2 separate regions of the Zea mays genome follow, and region 1 is linked to region 2. Evidence: chromatin contacts called from public Hi-C data. All regions are on one chromosome and are shown on one strand. Each heading gives the region's core, a stretch centred on a gene start, on an enhancer-like site or on the middle of the called end of the contact. The rest is flanking DNA. Distances are from core to core; before and after follow the strand shown. Region 1 holds the start of LOC103626994. Region 2 holds the start of LOC100383909.

What was found. A called contact is a pair of places that touch in the nucleus more often than the background predicts.
Region 1: a Hi-C map of bundle sheath shows a contact between it and region 2, with 2.8 times the contacts expected there. The contact joins the promoter of LOC103626994 here to the promoter of LOC100383909 in region 2. A contact is called at or near these places in 12 of 25 Hi-C or Micro-C datasets (bundle sheath, ear, leaf and 4 more).

Annotation. Positions count from the first base shown.
Region 1 is chr5:146,714,412-146,721,181 of Zm-B73-REFERENCE-NAM-5.0, forward strand. It overlaps LOC103626994, which reads right to left and starts at 4,294. Exons shown (of 7, transcript NM_001351849.1): 1 at 3,695-4,294; 2 at 699-887; 3 at 185-366. The coding sequence starts at 4,097.
Region 2 is chr5:146,501,584-146,508,370 of Zm-B73-REFERENCE-NAM-5.0, forward strand. It overlaps LOC100383909, which reads left to right and starts at 3,525. Exons shown (of 2, transcript NM_001176533.1): 1 at 3,525-3,691; 2 at 3,758-4,885. The coding sequence starts at 4,073. The coding sequence ends at 4,423.

The DNA.
Region 1 (6,770 bases), core at 3,044-5,543, 210 kb after region 2:
CTAGTCAAAAGACAAACTACATATATTTTGAGCCAGTTGATGCAGTTCCAATGACATAGGATAGCGTGAAAATAAACTGGTTTCAGCCACTTGAAAAATAGTCACCCTGATTCTATATGAAAATGTTGAATCAAAGAAGTTGCCAAGATGTAGAGTTCAAAGTTACTTGAAGTCAGCACAATACCTGATACAGGCAATAAGCGAGCACAAGTAGAGCTGCAGCAATAAGTCCAAGCAGGACTGTCAAACGATGGCCAGAATGGAGCCTAAAAATTTGGGGTATCTGAACAATGATAAAGGGAAGCACAGATATTGCCATGATTCTTGCAGCATAGCTGGTCTGCACATCAGTAGAAACACCAGATCCTGCAAAAATTCATAAGGTATTTAGCAAATGTTATAAGGACATAATGCAGAAATATATATATTCTTAAATATTGACAGACAGACAGTTGTAGAATACAGTACAAACTGAACTAAATTTCTTGTTTCCTGGTTAGACTTAGACACTGAGTAACCTTGCCTTCTGTGGTTGCTTGATTAATATATGGTTTCTGTCTTGAGCTAAGACGACAATGTTCCTTAAATATAGATCTATAATGAGCGATGCCCGAATTGAACGGAACTGAAACGAGGAAGAACACAACGAATATCCAGTCCAACATTTTTTTTAGATAATGATATATAATCTAACGTACCAAAAAGACTGAAGCCTTTTGTATCTTGAGAATCAGTTGCAGTTGAGTTTTCTGACATATCACATTTGCCAACAACAACACAAGATCCCCAGAGAAGGGTCAAGAGCATGACTGTTGAACCTGCAAGCAGGCCCATTCCGATCAAAACCTGGCTTTGCGCAACCTCTTTAGTTCCGGCGAGCCCAGAGACTGAAACATAAAAACAACAAGTCAAGGATCTGCATGTACAATGAAATCAAGTGGATGCGGATGTATAATTGTGGTGGAAAAACAAATGAGCTGTGTTTATAAGCACTAAGATCAGAGCGATGATAGGCAGTAGGGAGCACGACTTGGACTGCCTCACCCTGAGAAGTGTCCACTTTCTGACAAAAGCATCGATCATCTCCTAATTCCATGTTCTCAAGGCAATTCTGGTACTATATCTTGAGACAGGTCGGTCTCCACCTCTAGCTTCCACAGCCAACTGACACTTCTGATGACTGGTGTGAAAAAACAAGTGCAGCAACTACTGGTTTAACATAAAAAGGCCTGAAGTCGCAAATTGTTCTAGGAGGGTGGACAATTTGGAACCATTGCAACAGGTGCGTTTTTGATGGAGCAAATCCTAACATAGCTGAAATCTTCCCTTCAAAAAAAAAACATAGCTAAACCTTGAAGTGGACAATGGCAGGGGCTCGTAGGCTTTCCCTCTTGACTGCCCCCGCCCAGGCTGTTAGGTGATTTGCTGTAGGTGCACGGTCGCTTTTCTTTCCTTAACAGCGGGAATTTATCTTAAGAGTTAAAGTGGGGCTGCACTGGGGTTCTTCACCCCCTCTTTTCTCTTCTTCGTTTTGGAGGGGGAAGCACTCAGAAGCAAGTCTCTCTGGCATCACCGGCTACCAAGAAAGCAAAGCTGACAAGGCACATAGCGGATACTTGGTGCACAATCTTTGATGACTTAACCCAAACGATGTAATGTGCTGACGTCCTGTAAAATCCAATTCCCAAGCTATATGAACTCTTGGAAAATGAACCATGAGTTCAATCTCAAGTGAATAAACAGGTGTACTGAACAGTGAACACTTGCATGCTCTCGTCGTTATCATAAATTGTAAAATAGATATGCTACTTATTTTCACGAAGAACAGAGCACACACTTGTTGGACGGTGGACGCTAACGGAGATTGTGGTCACTGATCGATTCCCAGCTGAAATTATATGACACTCACAATGCATATCCAACAACGTTCGTGGTTTATATCTGACGACCTTTCGGGTTTTCGAAACCGACAAACGTGACCATTTTGTTTACGAGCAGAAGAGTAATGGGGTGTTTAGTTCCCGTCTCCTAAAGTTTACTCACTTTTAATCCCTAAAATACTAAATCGGGTGACTAAAATAGATCTTTTAAATAAAATTTATAGGAACTAAAGTTTAGAGGGTGACTAGAGTAACCAAACACCCCTAAGGGCTGGTTTTGTGACCAAGGATTTGGAGGGAACCCATGGGAGAGTAAACCCCTCCTGTTCAATTTTGAATAGGAAGGAGTTCCCTACCCAATTAATCTCCTCCAATTCTCTGATCACCAAACCCGCCCTAAGGGCTTTTTGGATGTAAGTAAAAGAGAATGGAAACCCTTGATTGTATTGCATAGGGGTGATCTAGTCGGTAAGGTCGCGCTAGCGATGGATCCAGCCAAGAAAGTTGCAGCAGCGATGGATCCAGCAGTGGCGACGACGAAGAATGGGTAGACTATGGGTCGGGTCCAGCCGGGCAGGGGCCTACGCCTGGCCTGGCAGGGGGGTTTGACACCGGCGACGGGCGGAGGTCGAAGGGGGGCTGCACTAGGCCCGACGACGACGATGGGCGCAGAGAGGAAGGGAGCGGCCTTCTGGCCGATCGACGACGTGTGGAGGCGTGGCGGCGGCGCGTGGAGGTGCGGTGGCGATGGATCAGGTAGCCAACGATGCTGGGAGGCACGCTGGCAGTGGATTGGACGGCAGGGGTCACTGGGAAGCATGGCAGCGACGGATAGGCTGGGCATTAAGTCCGCATTGCTCGGAGGATCTGGTCCACGACCACGTCGGAAGGGGGAGTATTGCAGGGGGAGGAGGCACATAAGAGGGAGGGCCACGATCGACCGTCTATAGCGGGGGGGGGGGGAGAGAGGGGCGAGCCACGTGGCCCACGACCTAGGGCTAGCGTTGTAGGAGCCAGCGCTAGTGCAGAGCAAAGGAAGGAAGGGGCACCATGGCGAGTTGCAGGTGGCTTGGTGCTAGAGAGGCACTCGCCGACGAGCTTCGTAGCTAGGTGGACGTCGACGAGGGAGCTGGGCGCCGGAGCGTCTGTGCTCGAGGAGGAACAGAGTAGGGAAATATAGCAGGGGACGTCGCGACGGCGGCTGGGCACCCGCCTGCCCTCAGTCTGTGGCACAGAAAAGTAGCTGGCCCACGTCTAAGATGGGTCGCTACCCCGGGAGGGAAGGATGAGCCTCTCGGGGCACGCAGAAGGTGTTGTGCGGTGGCCTAGACAAAGGTGGGTGGAAAAAACCTAGCTAGCTAATGCCATGAAAGAGAATGAAAACTCTTTGATTGTATATATATATATATATAATCAGAACCTTAACCCTAATGGGTTGGCAGCCCAATAGTGATGTCAGAGCCCCCACACACACAGAACACACTATCTACCAGTAAGGCTATCTTCAACAGGTTAATCATCCTTATACATATATTTAAACTCCACTCTGCAACAGTTCATTCTATATGCGTTTTACAATGTAAAACAGTGTTTTAGGTGGAACTGCTGGACACGATATATAAGGCCCAACAAGATTGGATGGACTAAAATATTTTTGCTATTCAAAATTGATCCGATCTCCTCTGATATTCAGGTCGTAAGTAAACATGCAACTACGAAGCGCCAAATAATTAGCTAGTGAAGCGTGGATGGCAGCGGTGCCGGCGCGGATGTCATGCTGCGGTTAGAATGAAAAGCAGAGAGGCAGTACGCACCAAGGATGAGCATTGCGTCGGGTAGCGCGCCGAGGATGGGCAGGAAGAGGCCGCCGACGACGCCAGGGCCGAGGACCTCGAGCAGCAGCTCGCTGCCGGCGGAGAGGTAGGTGGCGGCCTTGAACATGAGGAGGCCGTAGGCGAGGACGAGGAAGAGGTTGCCGGGCGCGGTGTCGGTGCAGGGCAGGAAGCCGTACGTCATCTCGCAGGCCTCAGGCGCCGGATCCTCCCCCGCCGCCGACGGGAGCCGTAGGACCGACGTCGCGGCGGCAACCTCATCACTGCTGCCGGCGAGGAGGAGAGAGCGGTCATCGTCGGAGAAAGAGATGCCGCGGCGGCCATGTGCGGCGCCGGCGATGGCGAGGACGAGGAGGAGGAGACGGAGTGGGAGACGCGTGGGCATTGTCACGCACGGGTGCAGCGAGTGGAAGAGAGAGCGAGCGAGCGGGACGCCAACGGCCAATGCAAGAGTGCGTCGTTGTTTCAGGTAGGGTTTGGCTGGGAGGGAGATGGAGCGGGATGGCTCTGTCTCCGCGAAACGGGATGATTGATGAATCTATTTTCTGTCGATGCCGTGAATGGGGAGGACCGACGCGCCGCAGCAACAGGGAGGCCCCAAAAAAAAACTTCGATGCCGCGAATGCACGAACATAATCTAATCTAGTAACGTAAGAAATAGAATATTATATAAATTTAGAAGAAAAGAAAGCTAGACGTTTTCACATTTATAAGTGCATGTTCGTCGTCATTGGGTGGACACAACAACAAAACAATCTTGCCTTGCTCCTTGCCACGCGTCTAGGGTGTGTCGCCCGCCACCACCCGACCACCGACCACCGCGACACGACTACACGAGGAAGGCAGCAGCAGGAGGCACGCCAAAAGCGTCCAGGAATCGCTGGCGAGCGACAGTGCAGCTTTGCAAATCCGGGAACTGCCGCATGGACATGAGAAAAAAAAAAGGTAAGGAACTGTTGCGTGTGATTTCTCTGGATAGGTGTACACGTACGTATAACGGCCGGAGGACGACGACGCGTGTGTATCCGCGTGTGCACGCGTCGCTGCCAGAGCGAACCACCAGTCGCCTCTCGTTGACTGGCCTGCCCACTTCCTGATGGTAAAAGGCTCCTTTGATCGTCGTCGGCTCGGAATGCCAGCGCGCGCTGCCGCACGACATGCAGAGTCTCCGATCCTTCCTTCATTCGGATGCCAACACAACATGGCCCGTTTATTTACAGAGAGTCGACCGCGTTGACGCGACTTTCGTCAACGCGAACATCCCTGAATCAAATTAGGGCCCGCTTAGCTTAACTTTTTAAAGTACATATTGTGGATTTGGTTATATGAACTAGCTCTATCATTTGTGTTTTTCATACAACTCAAATACTTTAAAAACGTCAAATATTTCACACATAACGAAGATTGGTTGTGCTTATATATTTTTTTTACCAAGGTAAATTGAGTTAGGTCACAATAATAAAAATTGGCTGAGCTTATATATTTTTTATCACTACGTCAAAAACGCCTAAAGGAGATATGACCGTCTGTAACACTTGTTAAAAATATGTCACTGATTTTTTTACAGTGACATCTTTTTTTAAAAAACACGTCTGTGCACACGTGGCATTTATTGTAAAAACATGTCACTAATGAAATATAGTAATAATCAAGTGACATCTTTTATTTTACGTGTGTGTGATATGTTTAGTGACGTGTATATATAAACATGGCACTGGCTTCAAACGCCAAATCTATTTAGTGACGTTTATATAAAAACATGCCACTGACTTTCAGACGTCATATCTGTTTAGTGACGTCATATCTGTTTAGTGATATGTATATATAAACATGTCACTACTTCAAACTTCGCGGCGTAGTTAAAATTTAATTTTTTTTTCAAACGATCTCAAATGAAAAACCACCAAAATAAAAGTTTTAGGTATTAAAAAGTTCTGAAACTTTGTAGTTGACAACATTATAATTTGAAATCATCTTGTCTTAGAAAAATGCGTCTAAAGTTTTCAAATTTGAAAATTAAATTTTGTAAACGACCTCGGATAAAGAAACTACCAACATGACAGTTGTAGATCTCAAAAAGTTATGCAACTTTGTTGTTGACAAGTTTTCCATTTGAATTTATTTAGTGCCTCAAACAATCAAATTACACTTGATTAATTATGATATGCGAGGAATGAAAATGTAATATAGACACAAATGAGTTGGTGGTGTAGTGGTAGATAAGGTCATGCTTTAGGAGGAGGTTGAGTGTTTAAATCTCACAAGTCACACAGTTGCTTGGATGGGAATAATTTTTTTATCTGGGTAGTTTGACACGTATTTATAAAAACACGTCACTAAAGTGGTTATATTAGTGACATATTTTTACACGTCACTAAACAGATTCAATTAGCGATATAAAATCTGAGACACGTTTTACACACGTCACTAATTAAGCTAAAAATGCGTCACTAAATACATGTTTTTTACGTAGTGAAAGTCGCCTAGAGGGGGGTGAATAGGCGAAACCTGAAATTTATAAACTTAAACACACACTAAGGTCGGGGGTTAGCGTTAGAATTAAATTCAAGTCCAAAAGAATCTCTCTTACTAGGAGTTGCTCAAGGATTGTGAATGACGTAAGAGAGCCAACTCAAATTCACACTAGCAAGAAAACATTAGAGAAGGGAAAACAAATCAAACAAGAATCAAGGCGAATGAACACGATGATTTGTTTTACCGAGCTTCGGTTCCAAAGAACCTAGTCCCCGTTGAGGAGGTCACAAATACCGGGTATATTTCAACCCTTTCCCTCTCTCAAACGATCACTTAGACCGAGTGAGCCTTTTTCTTAATCTCTCGGGTCACTTAGACCCCGCAAGGACCACCACACTTAGGTGTCTCTTGCTTCGATTACATGTCACTTGAGGAATAGAAGGGAAAAGAAAAAGGCCAAACCAAGTGACAAGAGCAACAAAGAACACAAGTGATCCTCTCACAAGCCCTAATGCACTAGAGTTGATTTTGGGGCTTTGAGTGAATTGATTGCTTTGATTGTGTCTTGGAGTGTTGGGCTTTT
Region 2 (6,787 bases), core at 2,275-4,774:
AATTCTAAAGATATCGCTACCCAGATGTTGCCTGCCGACAAGCTCTTTCTAGACGATGGTACATCTTTCTCACTAGAGAATGCTACATGCTATCATAGTGTGGTTGGTGCTCTCTAGTACTTATCGTTCACATGTCCTAATATATTCTTCTTGATTAATCGAGTTTTTCAATATATGTCAGCACCAATTGTCTCTCATTGGGTGGTACTAAAGTGTATCATGTGGTATCTTCATTTCACCTCTAGTCTAGGGCTCTCCATCATGAAGTCTGGTTGCTCAGTACTTAGTGCTTTTTTATGTAGGTTGGGCTAGCAACCTGGATGGTTGTCATAGCACCGATGGTTACACTATCTTATTTGGTGAACTTATTTGGGTGCAAGTACTACTTAAAAAATTTGGCATGCCACAACCATGGTCGCCGACTCTCTGATATGACAACATTAGCACTACTTATGTCACGGTAAAACCACATTTTCATCATTGCGCCAAACATATAGAAATTGACTATCATTTTGTTCATGAATGGATGACGTCTCACTAGGGATGGCAATGGGGAATTTCCCGTCGGGTTTTAGCTCATCATCCCATCCCCGCGGGGATCCCCACGAACGCTTGCAGACATTTCTTCCCCATCCCGTTCCCCGCGAGGATAAATCCCCATCGGGGATCCCCATCACCGCTTAAATTATAATTAGGACGTACTTCATATGTTATTAATGCAAAACATTGTCACTTATACACGTTATCAGATGTAAGAAATCATTATATGCATCAAATAAACACAATTGTATAATGAATGATCTCTTGACAAGGATCTATTTATCTTTATCATTAACTATTACATGAAAATGTCGTCACGTGTAAGTTTAATGGGTCACCGCGGGTAACATGGATGGGAATGCTTCCTAACCGTTCCTATTTACCCATCGGGGAAGAATTATGTCCCGTTTACAACCCCGTGGGAAAAAAACTTCCCCATCTCCATCCCCTAATGGATGAATTCCCCATGGAGAATTGCGGATCGGGTCCCCATTGCCACGTCTCACTAATTGGATATGCAGATCATGTCCTCTAAAAATCAAGTGACCAATTTCATGACTAAGTCTTTAGCTGGTCCATCATTTCAAAAAAATTTGTAGCAATACGAACATAATTTCATTCCATCTAGATTGAGAGGGTGTTTGTGAAATCGAGTGTGATGAAAACATTGGGTTTATGACATTGGAACATTGTGATAAATTATTATTGTGATCGCAAGGTGATTTGCATGCTTTTGGATATAATGCATGTGTGCTCATATATGATTTTGATTTATACATGTGTGTTAACATGTGTTTCGATATTGTTGTAACACACTTGGTGGAATGGTGTTGCGTGAATTAACCTTGAGTCAAGTCGTGGATTTGTGCCCGTACACGATTGCGTGTGTTGTTGATGTGCAGGTGATGACCGAGGCGAAGCATGGTCGGCAGCAGTGACGAAACTAGATTTTGGTATAAAGTTCAGGGAGGAACTGTGGTCCTTAATCGGAGATGTTGTACGGGTGTTTTGGTCGAAGCATCGTTGCGTATCATGATTACGTGCGTTGAAGACGTGCACAGAATGACAGAATAACACATTTGAGATATATTGGAAATATCTTAAATATGAATATGCTGCTCCAAATCTAATTCTTTTGAGTTGAGTTTGTTCCAAACAGTGTCTAAATATGTTGGATGTTAGCCTGCGTTAAGAGCATATCTAACAGCTCTTAATTGATTTAGCTATCAATATCTTAGATTAGTACCTCTCTGACAATATTTGAGATGTAAACAAAGACTATTCTCCAACAGCCTTTTAAAGATCTCCTAAATAAGAAGTTAACTCCCGTCTTGCATGGTGCACGCAAATGAAATGGCGCATGCATCAGCTGCACCTTGAGGTGGCAATAGATTATGATCCAAATAATTATTCATATTTTACTAGGACTCAATTTTAATTAAAAATGAATAAAATAAAGTGGAAAAGAAAAAAAAAACGAAAAGAGAGCATGCATGCTTCCTTGGTATGGCCGTATGGCTAGGAGTTTCAGCCTACGTGAGGGCGTTTTCTCAGCGTATGTGGCCGTGGTGGCGAGCCATGTTCGGCACAAAGGCTGGAAGCGAGCCAGCTTTTTATGGAGAATGGCAGCTGTGGAGCGGTCTGTGAGGACGCTGAGGTGAGGCGACGTTCAAGCGAGGCCAGGGCGCGGCAGCCCATGCGGTGGAAGCCCAGCTTGGCCCGTCTGCCAGGTCGGCTCAAGGGGAGCTGAGTCGTGGCCCATGCGGTTGAGCAATTCTCGTCACTCTCTGGAACAGCAAGATTATTTCATTTATAACTTTAGATCCGGAAGTCTGATCGACCTGATTCCAGTTGGGTTTGATTCATAATCGTATCTAGTTCAGTCTGTGAAATTTTGATATCGATCGGAGTTACGGATTTTGCTCAGCAACGTTTTTATTAACGTAACAACAATCTGTCCAGATTTATAAACGTGTATTAAATTGGTCTTGTGATTTGGAGGTGTTATAATTATTTTTAAGCTTCGGCAATCATTCACCTCCTCTGATTGCCCACAGGAGGATATGGTTTTTATGATTCATCAAATCGCAAAGGTCTGAATACAACGGACATTAGCTGACTACCTTATTTCCTAAAAGAATGTAAACCATGTCTTCCGAGAAAGTCAAATATTCTACATTTTAACTAAATATATGTAAAAATATATTGATGTATAATAATTGTCATTAGACTAATCAAAGCATATATTTTTATAATAAACCTAATTGAAGATACGAAGGTAGCTATTGTCTTCTATAAAACCAGTCAAGATTTATGTTTCTTTTGGGATGGATGGAATATTATATAAACTGAACTCCCATGACCATTATATAGTTAGAAGGTAATGCACAACATGTGCCCACTGATGGGATTAACAACATTGCTCTACCATCACTCCATCAGTCCACCTTATGTAGCCACAAAAACCACCCTATGCGGCTATAAAGGAAGCTCATCTCTTCCCTTATCAAGACTTTATATAATTACTATACCAAACTTGGCATTCAAGGAAGTCCCTTTTTCCAAAGAAAGAACAAAAGGAGAAAGAGAAGAGGAAAAGGGCAAAAGATATATTCTAGTTGGGGCTCTTTTGAACATAATTCTAGCAGTACACTAGTTGGTGTCATCTTTTCTCTCTTCCTCATTATAGATGTCCAAATGGGCAACCCGACATGGGTACAGCTTAAGCCCGCTTAGTCCCAATATGAACAGTGCCGAGATAGGCACGACCTGTTTTGGCCCCGATCCGTGCCATGTCGGCCCATGTGTCCATCCAGGAGCTCAGACATGACACAAATAGACTTAGAATGGGCTGGACCGACTCGATGGCATGCATGCATGGGTGGACCGTGCCACCCACTAGGCCGACCTGAGGAGGAGTATTATCCCCTCCACCGATATGTAGGACATGACCTCCACGTCCTGTGGCAGATCCGTGGCATTGGCGTCGATGGGCGAATTGTCCTGCCATGACAGCAGCATCTCCCACACCCACAACGTCTGTCGCATCTGCGGTGTCGGTCAGGTGTCCTGAAGGGGCATCGTCGGAGCCTTCACCGGCGGTGGACCCTTTTGCATAGAGGATGCCCTTTGTCCGGGCGCGCTCTTCCTGGTGAGTAGTGTTTTTTTCCATTCCTCTCTGCCATTGTTTCTGGGTCCTTACCCGCCATTCCTTTAGTTTGTATGTATCACACAAAACGATGAAGGACGCGGCTCGTGCTGCGAGGGAAGGCACTTTTCCTTCATCGGCGCCCGCGCCGTTGGTGCCGATGGCATATCCGAGTGGCACGGTCGCGCTGAGCCACTCGGGGGAAGTTGTGTCAACGGTCGTGCCACCATCATGATCGGAGGGCCTACAGGCCAGGCGATGCTTCTGTGGTGGGCGCGCTCGGTGCCTTGCTGCCTCCACCTCCCTTAGGTTCCTTGTCCCTGAGTGCGGTGAAGGCGAGCCACTTGGGAGAGGTCGAGGTGGCGAGAGTGTCATTGTGCCTTGATGTCCCTTCAAGCGAGCCCGGTGGCGCCCTTGCGTCGGCGGTTTTGCCACCTCTGCCACCCCGACTCCTCCACCTCCGAGTGCGAAGAGGGTGGCTCTCGCGATGCTACTGGCCCCTACAGTTGGGACCACTTTGGAGTAGTGCTCCGACGATCTCTGTCCTCCTCTCGAGGTGACCAGAGCAAGAGAGGTCGAAGTAGAGGAGTGGGGGATCGTCAAGAAGGCTTACACATTGGCTTCCTAGATCTCATGGGTTATCGATGTGCCCATGCCGCCATTGAGGAGGTGGCATCGATTGCTTGCTCGACGATCACAAGTCAGATGCTTCCTGTTGGGAGCCTAGCTTACTGAAGATCCTCAAAATGCCTTTACCTTGCTATATGCAAATGTGTTTCGGGTATGCGGTAAAGAGCGGACAAAGTTGGGCTTTGACCGAAGCAATGAATAGAAGAGATTTGTCTGTATATATGCGCGGCAAGGACGTCGGTCGAAGGTTGCTGGCTTCGACGTAAAGAAAGGATCAAGCGTGAGGTAGCAAAGGGGGAGAAGCAAAAGTCTTATGAGACAAGAAAGAAAGGGAAAAGGCAATATTACCCCTGTACTATTTGTTAATCATATTTGTAAGCTTCGTGGGCATGCATGTAATTTCATGAGTGATTGTTCGTCTTCCCTATAAATAGATGAACAATTCCGTGTAAAAATTCACCTTTTTGAAGGTCCTTAGCTTCGTTCCACTTAGCCTTCGAAGTATCTTCAAGCTATCTTGCACAAAGAAGCCGAAGGTATGTTTGTAAACTTATTTAATATGAAGGGAAATGGAATGAAAGTGCTAAGGCATAAGAGATGAGTTTTTGCACTTTGTCATCTATCACCCTGTGGTTTGATATTCTTTCATTCACAGTTCCTCTTAAGAACCTTCATCCTCAAGGTCTTACTTCGAAGAAGTAACAACATGTGGACGAAGGTTCATATTTCTAACTTGTGTTGCCTTTTTTGATACCTTTATCAATCGAAAACAAGTGACCAACATTGGTGCCCACCGTCGGTGATTCCATGACCACAACAACTTACATCATGCCACCAAAGTAGGCAACGTCAACCAGCTCTATCCTCAGGACCTTGGACCCCAATCAAGGGGACGATGTTCTCCTCAGGGAGGCAAGAAACCAAAAGAGGAAGGTCATTAGCCCAGAACCACATGATGAGGAGCTTGATCAAGAGATCAATAACCTCGAAGTAATCCACTAGCAAATGGAGAGGCACAGGGAGAAGATGCTTCGTCTTTCTGAGCTTCAGAAAAAAGATTGACGAAGCAGCTGAATAGATGCGCAATATTGAAGCGCAAGATCAATACAATTACAAGGATCAAAACTATGAGGGTCATAATCATGACAATATTTGTCATGAGTCATTCAACTTCCAAGATTTCATTTATGACGAAGCTTCACCACTAACACCAGAGCTGTAGGCGACACCCTGTCCACCATTGTATAGACCTCCTACACTACCAACGTTTGATGGTCTAACTGACCCAAAGCAGTTTCTCATGTGCTACGAAGCTACCATATCTTCATATGGTGGTAACTCAGCAGTAATGGTGAATTCCTTCATCATGGCGGTCAGGAATGTGGCCTAGAATTGGTATTCATCGCTTCAGCCAAGGACTGTCACTTTGTGGAAGAAGCTAAAAGAAAATCTTGTAACTACCTGATAGGGTTTCTAGTCAAAGCTTGTTACTGCTCAAGCCCTGTTTCAGTGCACTTAGGATCCGGATGTATACCTTCGGTCATTCATCCGAAGGTTCCTTCGTCTATGGGCTCAAGCACTAGCAGTTCAAGATGACATAGTCATTGAAGTCATGGTCAAGGGGCTCAGGCCAGGGTCAGCAGCCCAGTACTTTGCAAATAAGCCTCCACATTCTCTTGAGAAGTTGTTGCAAGAGTACATAAGGGCCAACAACGACTTCTGCCAAAGAAGGGAGGAGTTACAAAGATACACCGAAGCCGCCAGGGGCTTTGGCCAAAGATTTCATCCAAGGCATGTCCAAAGCATCCATAACCCGGTGCAGAGTGAAGAAAATATGGTCCAGTCTTATGGTCAATCAGGACAGCAACAAGCAGTCTCTTAGCAGCAACCTTCTCATAGCACATTCCGACCGCCTGCTGTGAGAGGGGGAAGGGGAGGCCGAACTTTTGGAGGCAGGTTCAATGCACCCCCAAGAAAACATTTTGTTTGTTTTGTGGTGACGACAAAGGCCACACAACAAGAACCTATCACCATACAATCAACAAGTAAAAAGAGCTTCCTTTGTCAGCCACTCAACCTTCCCAGTAAAAAGAGCATTTGAATTGTTGAAGTTGTGGATAATATGGGTTAGTTAATGTGGAGCTTCAGTCCAATATCTACACTTATAGGTTTTATTGAAGTGAAGTGATAGTTCACTGTTGTGCAGCATTAGCTAAACAACTATTTATTATTGGTAAAAAATTCACAACATCTGAAGTTGTGATGTAATTTGAGAATGCTAACAAATTAAAGTGTTAGAAACTCATGAACAAACTTGGGACCAAGAGTTAATCAAGATTGCTTAGGTACCATTTATTAATATTCAAACACAATCATTATATATACACACTATTCCTATAATCTTTATTATTCGATTGTGATATATCTTTATTTACTAATTAATTACACACTTTTAAATCCATGTTCATA